2 separate regions of the Macaca mulatta genome follow, and region 1 is linked to region 2. A link is a contact called in public Hi-C data. All regions are on one chromosome and are shown on one strand. The core of a region is the stretch at or near the end of the contact, and the rest is flanking DNA. Distances in the headings are between cores, read along the strand shown.

Region 1 (4,302 bases), core at 1,792-4,291, 150 kb before region 2:
GCTGGAGTGCAATGGTACAATCCTGGCCCACTGCAACCTCCGTATCCTGGATTCAAGCGATTCTCCTGCCTCAGCCTCCTGAGTAGCTGGGATTACGGGCATCTGCCACTACGCCCAGCTAATTTTTGTATTTTTAGTAGAGACAGGGTTTCACCATATTGGCCAGGCTGGTCTTGAGCTCCCAGCCTCAGGCGATCCGGCCACCTCGGCCTCCCAAAGTGCTGGGATTACAGGTGTGAGCCACTGCGCCCGGCCTGATAGTGGATTTCTATTTATTTAACCCAGACATACCAACGTATGGGTCACAGTCCTCTTTGCTTTGGGCCTGTTCTCAATCCACCTGTGTCACTGAGAGACCAACAGACAGCTAAGAGCAATGAAACTTATGAAGACAAAATAATTGATCAGAAAAGCCTTCATGGTCCAGAGTAGAAGCTTCTCAGAGAGCCAGTTAAAGACTGCCTGGGTGTGTGAAGGTGGGATGAGGGTTACAAAGCAGCACAAGGAAAATTTTGGAGTCATTTGATTGAGGTGGTAGTTCCATAGACGTGCTGTAACTCATCAAACTGTACACTAAATATGCATAGTTCATACCAGATCCATCCCACCTCCATATGCTGAAATTCATCAAATTGGACACTAAATATGAACAGTTCATATGAGATCCATCATACTTCCATAAGTGGGCAAGTTTTCAGAGAAAAAAAAACAGACTTAAAAATCTTACAGACTTCTTTTCAAACAAAATGGATCATCGGGAATTGAAGTGCTTGTCAGGAACCCTAATCTTGCTGTCAAAAGCCTGCTTGAAATGAGTGGATATGAGAGGCACCACCCAAGGGAACACTAACCATCCAGTTGCCCATATTCTTATCAGCAAAAGTAAGATATGTAAGCCACTGCAGCCTAGTACCTCATCAGAATGCCCTCACTTGGCCACAATTTCTCACAATTTTCTTAAAATTTTTTTAATCTTTTTTTTTTTTTTCTTTTTGAGACTGAGTCTCACCCTGTCACCCAGGCTAGAATGCAGTGGCGCGATCTCAGCTCACCTCCCAGGTTCAAGCGATTCTCGCCTCCCAGATTCAAGCATTATCATGCCTTAGCCTCCCAAGCAGCTGGAATTACAGGCAGGCGCCACCACACCCAGCTAATTTTTGTATTTTTAGTAGAGACGGGGTTTCACCATGTTGGCCAAGCTGGTCTTGAACTCCTAGCCTCAAATGGTCCACCTGCCTTGGCCTCCCAAAGTGCTGGGATTACAGGCGTGAGCCACTGTGCCCAGACTCAATTATTTTTAAATCAAGAGTTGATATAAGATTAGCTGGGCATGGTGGCACGCTCCTATAACCCCAGCTACTCAGGAGGCTGAGGCAGGAGAATCACTTGAACCTGGGAGGCAGAGGTTGTAGTGAGCCAAGATTGCCACTGCACTCTAGCCTGGGTGACAGAATGAGATTCCATCTCAAAAAAAAAAAAAAAAAAAGAGAGAGAGAGAGAGTTTATATAAGAAATAGCAATATAGGCTGGGTGCAGTGGCTCATGCCTGTAATCCCAGCATTTTGGGAGGCTGAGGCAGCCAGATCACTTGAGTCCAAAAGGTCAAGACCAGCCTGGGCAACATAATGAGACTCCGTCTCTACAAAAAGTCAAAAAAATTAGCCAGGGATGGTGGCGTGCACCTGTAGTCCCAGCTACTCAGGAGGCTGAGATGGGAGGATCACCTGAGCCCAGGAGGTTGAGGCTGCCGTGAGCTGTGATCATGCTACTGTATTCCAGCTTGGGTGACCGAGTGAGACCCTATCTCAAACAAACAAACAAAAAGGCAATATGAAATACATGTGACATTTTTTTTCGAAGAAACGAAAAAGAAGGAAGAAAAGAAAAAGGAAAGGAAGAAAGAAGGAAATCTGTGCTGGCAGAATAATGGTCTCCCAAAGATGTCCACATCCTAATCCCTGGAACCTCTGAATTTGTTACCTTACCTGGCAAAAGGGGAATTAAGGTTGCAGATGGAATTAAGGTTGCTAATCAGCTGACCTTAAAATAGAGAGATTATCTGGATTATCTCATTAGACTCAATGTAATCCCCAGGGTCCTTAAAAGTGGAAAGGGGTGGGGGCAGAAAAGAGGAGACAAGGCAATGTGAGTATGGAAAGAAGACAGAATGACGCAGCAGTGCTAGCTTTGAAGATGGAGGAAGAGCCACCAGCCAAGGAATGTGGGCGGCCTGCAAAAGCTGGTTGCTCTCCCCTACAGCCACAAGAAGGAACACAGCCTTCAAGGTGCCAGCACCATGATCTTAGCCCAGTATGACGCATTTCAAACTTCTGACCTCCAGAACTATAAAATAGTGAATTTGTGTGGTTTTCGTCTGCTATTACTCTGTTTATCACAGTAATATCGCAGTTTATCACAACAGCAGTAGAGAACTACTGCAAAACCTTCAGGTGGAAAAAAAAAAGCACAGCCTTCATCGACTCATGCATTCACCTCAATAATACAGAAAACTGTCCAAGGTAAAGCACTGTGTTGTGTGCCCTGCTGGGAATGAGGTAGGGAGACATTGAGATAAAGTTGTGCCTGGTGCCCACGAAAGTAGGTAATGGACGTGCAGAAAGAGCAAGGAGAGGTGGGACCCAGAGTGGAACCAAGAATGAGGGACTGACTGGTCACGGTGGCTCAGCTTGTGATCCCAGCACTTTGGAAGGCCAAGGTCAGAGGATCCCTTGAGTCCAAGTGTTGGAGACCAGCCTGGCAATGTAGTGAAACCCATATCTCTAAAAGAGAGAGAGTAAGGGACTTTGAGTCCTCTCTGGCCAAAAATATTGCAGTAAGGGTCTGTTTCATCCCTTCTCTAGCATCTCAGAGAAATGGAGGCTACTGCTAGTCTCACTTGCATCCTGGATTAGGTTTCAGGACCTTTCCTCCAGTGATAAATGTGCAGCGCCTTAGCGGAAACTCAGCCAAAGCTATAAACTTCAACCGGCCACAAGAGTGTGCATGTGAGGTGACTACATTTTTTTTTCCCTGCCAAACCAGAATTAGCCGGTATAGGAATGAACGAGCATGAAGATTTGAAATTGCTCCGATTGGAAGGAAGCCCAGGTTAGGTTTGGGCACCTCCAAACGCACCCTTTTTAAAGCCACCTGGACTGCGGCGTCGAGCTTTCAGCTCCACCAAACGCTCATCTGGCCTGGCAGCGAGCGGCGGAAGACCCCGGGAGCCCGGCACAGAGCGCACCGAGCCCGGCGGAGAGCTGAACCGCAGGCACCCGCATCTCCAGGATGATAGGCGACATTGCAACAAATCTCTACACCCAGCAGCTCAGGGGGCTCGAAGCAGAGCAGCAAGTTCGAGGATCCGGGCGTGGAGCCGAGTGAGGCCGCAGCCCAGCGGGCCTCGGGCGGTGAGTATCCGAGGCCGCGCGCGCCGTGGGCCTGGGGAATGGAGCGGCGCTGGGGGCATCGGAGCCTGGTTTCGGATGGCCGCTGCACCCCAGGAACCTCCGGGAAGGGCCGGCCCCAGCCCAAGGCAGGCTCCGGAAAGGCTGCCCGGGCGGTGGAGGGCGAGGCTGTGCCGGGGCGGGTGGTAGTGCAAAGGCCGCCGCGGGGGCTCGGGAACTGCGGGCGGGCAGGGTAACCGGCGGTTCAGGGCAGACCGCCAGGCGGAGCTTGGGGACGCGCGCCTTGCTGCTCAAGCCGGCCGGGACCCCGCAAGCGTCATCCAGGGCACCCCCGTCTGGCTGGAGAGGCGCTCTCTGCCCGGAGCCCAGCCTCGCTGCCCGTCTGCTCTCCAGGCCGTTTGGAACTCGAACTGGACAGTGATGAGGCGCAGAGCGGAGGACCCCGGGCTGCGCCTAGAGACATCGGGGGTTGCGGATGCCTCTCTGCACAGGCTGTGGTGCTGCAGCCTGCCCGGCTTCCCCGCGGGGCTGCTGGCTTCCGAACGCGCCGAGGGATGCGGGGTGCCCGAAGCGGGGACTGATCTCGGGGTGCCGAGGGAGGGGGAGCACCAAGCGCGGGTGGGGGAGGGAGCTCGGAGGGTGGGGCGCGGAGGCCGTACCCCGCGGGCACGATCCCACGCCCAGGGCGCGCAGAGGCTGGGCCCCCTTAGCGCTTCTGATCGAGGCTCCTCAAGAGAGGCTGAAATGGGGTGAGGGACCGGGGACGGCCATTTCGGGGCTAAACGCTGCCAAGGCCATGACGATGTTTTAGGAGCTCAACTCTGCTTTCCAATTAAGCCGTGTTTTGCCTGAGGAAAAATTGATTCGGGCTTATTAACAAGGATGACCGAGGGCC
Region 2 (4,135 bases), core at 924-3,423:
GTAGAGTGAAAATTAAAACATTCTAACTTACTTGAGGTAGATGAAAATAGAAAATCACGTAAGATTAGAACAGATTATATTTTTGACCACTCATGTTAGGAAGTGAAGAAATGTCAGGATCATAAATCTTAAAGCTGGCCAGGCGCGGTGGCTCAAGTCTATAATCCCAGCACTTTGTGAGGCCGAGGCTGCTGGATCACCTGATGTCAGTAGTTGGAGACCAGCCTGGCCAACATGGCAAAACCCCGTCTCTACTAAAAACACACAAAAAATTGGACAGGCGTGGTGGTCGGCACCTGTAATCCCAGCACTTTGGGAGGCTGAGGCCGGTGGATCACTGGAGGTCAGGAGTTTGAGACCAGCCTGGCCAACATGGCAAAACCCTGTCTCTACTAAAAACACAAAAATTAGCTGGGTGTGGTGGCACACGCCTGTAATTCTGTGCTGGCACAAGCCAGCTACTCAGGAGGCTGAGGCAGGAGAATCGCTTGAACCCAGGAGGCAGAGGTTGCAGTGAGCTGAGTTTGCGCCACTGCACTCCAGCCAGGGCAACAGAGGGAGACTCCCTCTTGATAAATAAATAAACAAATAAATCTTAAAGCCAATGGAAAAATCAATAATCCGTTTAAAAAAGGTATGAAGCCGGGAGCGGTGGCTCATGCCTGTAATCCCAGCACTGTGGGAGGCCGAGGCAGGCGGATCACGAGGTCAAGAGATCGAGACCATCCTGGCCAGCATGGTGAAACAAGGTCGCAGTGAGCTGAGATCGCGCCACTGCACTCCAGCCTGGCGACAGAGCGAGACTCGGTCTCAAAAAAAAAAAAAAATGTACAAAAAAGGATGACTTTCAGTATTTCATAAATCACCAAATGAGCAAAAACCCCTAAAAACAGTTTAATTAAAAATTTGAGGCTGACTCTGGGCCCACTGCCTAGGAATTAGCCCTGCTCCGCAAGGAGCAGTACTGTTTTTAAAAAAAATTTTTTTGGACAGTCTAATATTACATTTGTAATATTTCTAAATCTTAAAAAAATATATTAACATTTATATTTTAAAAGATGCTTTTAAAAATATAAAAAATTAACTCATTACCTATTTTGTTTAAGGGCTCCTGGAAAAATCGAGGGAATGATCAATATGCACACCAAAACAAATATATACAAACTTCTAAATTTCATTTTATAGGAATAGAATAGTATCTATTGCAAGCGCAGGGTGCATGAATAACTCAGTGACAGGCATAAGCTCAGCCAGGATTAGAAACGTCTTCCCAATGGAGGCCCCGCTCAAGTTGAGAATTTCATGGACACAGTAAATCATCCAAAAGCCCACCTTCAATAACCAAAGTAGGCATAAAAATAGGCCGATGGTTACTTTGGAGATAATATAATCCTCGGTCTTATTGTTGTGGAGCAGATGTCATTATGGGTGGGGCTGAAGCGCAGAGCAGCTGAAACATTTTTATACCACCACCCGCACACTTTCAATGGGATAGAAGGGACTCGAAAAGGTAAGAGAAGAGCTCCCAATCGTCAATTGCTACTAGAAATAACTAACTTTTGATGTGGCCATGGCACGCGTAAAGGCCACAAAGAGATTTATAAAATTCTCCATGATTAATTCCTATCCTGGAAAAGAGGCAATCTCCTTTTCCCCTCCCTAGCCGGCTCCTCCTTGGGACACTTGGTTGAGTCTTTCTTTCCCTCCTTCTCACGCTGAGGTGAGGCCGCACGCAAGCCTGGGACGCCCGTTTTCCTCTTCGCGCGGAGGGAACTCTACGGGTAGGAAGCCGGGGTGGCGGGAAAGGAGCGCGCGGCACCGCGGGGAGGCAGAGAAGGCTTAGCCAGGGACTAGCCGGGCTCGGGGAGAGCAGGGACACGCGGGCCGCCGGACCGAGGAGGCCGAGGTGACGAGGAAAATCTCCCGGCGCGGAGCCGGGACCGGGCGCTTCCGGCGGGCTACGGCTGCTCTCGGCCTAGCACAGCCTGGGTCCCGGGCCCCAACCGGGCCAGGTAGGGAGTTAGGAGAGAGGGTAAACCGGGGCTCGCACTTGCCTGAGACCGGGTGACCAGTAACTGGTAATAGTCTTTGCTGGGCGCCGGGCCTTGTCCTACAGTTTCAAACAGAGTCTCCGGCAGCCTCGACGCCATCTTGGGACGCCACCGCCGTCGCTAAGACAACCAGGAAGGGGCGGGGCTTGGTCGGGGTCAAGGGGCCAAAACCCTAGTTTAAATTGAACCACGCTTATGAGCTGGCAGAAGGATTTCTAACTTGGGGCGATTCTCCCCTTCTCCAAGGGTCTCAGGGAACCCTGATCCGTGAAATTTCCAGCTCCAGGTCCCGGGTGACCCGAAGGGGAATTAGTTCCTGCTACCACGGAGGGGAGGGGGTGATCCCGGCGGAGGGATACCAAGTGGAGCTCCACAGTCCCCTTCCTGGTCCCTCGAAGGGATCGGGCGGAGATCGGAGGCTGCTGGGAGAGTCGAGCCGGGAGGCAGGGGAGGGAGGGGCGATGTGATGGGCCGCCAGTAGGCAGCGGGGCCGGTCCCGCGGACGAGCCCGTCAACCAGAGCCCGAGGGCAAAGTAGTTCCCCGAGGGTGTCAGAGCGGGCGGGGAGGGAGGCGGCACGGGCGGAGGCGCACGCCGAGCGCGGTGCTGCGGCTCAGCTGATAATTGAAGGAACCCGGAGCCGCCGCTGCCGCCGCCGCTGGGGGGGGTGGGGGGAGCTAGTGGAAGTTACTGCCGCGCCACCGAGTCCGGACCGGAGACTTTGGGGCCTAACTAGGTAATTGGGGCGCAGCTCCGGGCGGCGGGGGCAAGCCTGGGGGGAGGGGGCCAGCTGAGGGTTTGGGGGGGCGAGGGGAGGAGCTGGAACAGAAAGTCCCAGGAAGCCCGGTTGTGTCATCGCCGCGATTCGGCCCCCGCTTGGCCTGCTCCCGGCGCCGGCGGCGGCGGAGCCGCGGAAGGACCGGGCCGGGGGTGGACGGGAGAGACGCTCGAGGGCCGCCGCGGCCGGAGGGACCGGGGCCCGGCGGGAGGCAGGGGTCGCTGGGTCCCTCCTCCGGCTCCCCGCAATGAGAAGGGCCCTTCAGAGAACCGGGGTAAGGCTTGCGGGTGTTGGGGAGCTCGGCGGGGGTCGAGAGGGGCCGGAAGTGGGCTTTGGAGCTTGGAGGGTGTCTGGGAAGAGAGAAAGTGGGGGGCCGGAAGTGCAGGTGGGGGGTGTGAAGACGGCAAGGGTTCCCCGGAAATGGGACGAGGGGCCCGGAAATTGGGAAAGGGGAGGCTCCGGGTCTGTGGACGGCCCGGAAATGGAAACTAGGGAGCAGCTCGAGTGACAACAGTTGTGGGAAGCGAGGGTCAGAGGAGGGAGAGGCCGGAGTGACTTTAGACCGCAGTAAGGGGTTTCCTGCCCAGGGGGACGGCGAGGGACGGTTGAGGGAGGGCGAGCCCGGAGACGGGGTCTGCGCGGGGCAGTTTTTTAAGCCGTGGGAAGTTGAGGCTGAGGGAGGATGATGACGAGGGGGGCATGCAGGGAGGCCTAAAGAAGCCAAGAAACTTGACTGAGAGGAATAGAGTATCCTTTTAAATAGATCAGAATGGAAATTGGTGGTAGGTGGGTTTAACTAGGACTTGGGGGAGGGAGGTGGGCCAATTGTCACCCCAATCGTATTAGCATTCAGAGCGAGTCAGGCGATTAATTTATTTATATGTGGATTACATAAAACCTATTACAACGTTTGTCCATCAGTGCAGCCCCTCTCCTTCCTTCTCCATAGTGAGTGGGTTTTCTAGTACAGGAACAAGTTGGAGGGGAGTTCGAATAACGAAGGTAGTAAAACCTCAAATCCTGTCTTCCTCAGCGTCTTTCCCTTCCTCAGAATAAGAAATCCTTCGTTTCTTAGACGGAAAAATACGGAAAAACATAAAAGCACATGTAAATGGGGGGAAATCACACGTTTGAACTGCTGGTGGGGGACGGGAGAGAATTGGTTACCTTACGTGGTGAGGAGAGAACGGAAGGGGCAGCTTCCAAACCCTTAAGACAGATCTGTTTGTTTTTTTGATAATGCTGTTTTACTTTGTCTGGGGGAGGTTTAGCCTAAGCATCGAGTCTGGTGGTGGGCATAGTTTAAT

Evidence for each region. Hi-C and Micro-C count contacts between places; a contact is called where the count stands out from the background.
Region 1: a contact with region 2 is called in a Hi-C map of fetal cortical plate, with 1.8 times the contacts expected there. The contact joins the promoter of SLC16A14 here to the promoter of FBXO36 in region 2. A contact is called at or near these places in 2 of 14 Hi-C or Micro-C datasets (fetal cortex germinal zone and fetal cortical plate).

Annotation. Positions count from the first base shown.
Region 1 is chr12:135,334,764-135,339,065 of T2T-MMU8v2.0, reverse strand. It overlaps SLC16A14 (solute carrier family 16 member 14), which reads left to right and starts at 3,041. Exons shown (of 5, transcript XM_077957764.1): 1 at 3,041-3,410.
Region 2 is chr12:135,187,206-135,191,340 of T2T-MMU8v2.0, reverse strand. It overlaps FBXO36 (F-box protein 36), which reads right to left and starts at 2,173. Exons shown (of 4, transcript XM_015111300.3): 1 at 2,055-2,173. The coding sequence starts at 2,150. TRIP12 (thyroid hormone receptor interactor 12) reads left to right here and starts at 1,204. Exons shown (of 42, transcript XM_077957735.1): 1 at 1,204-1,510.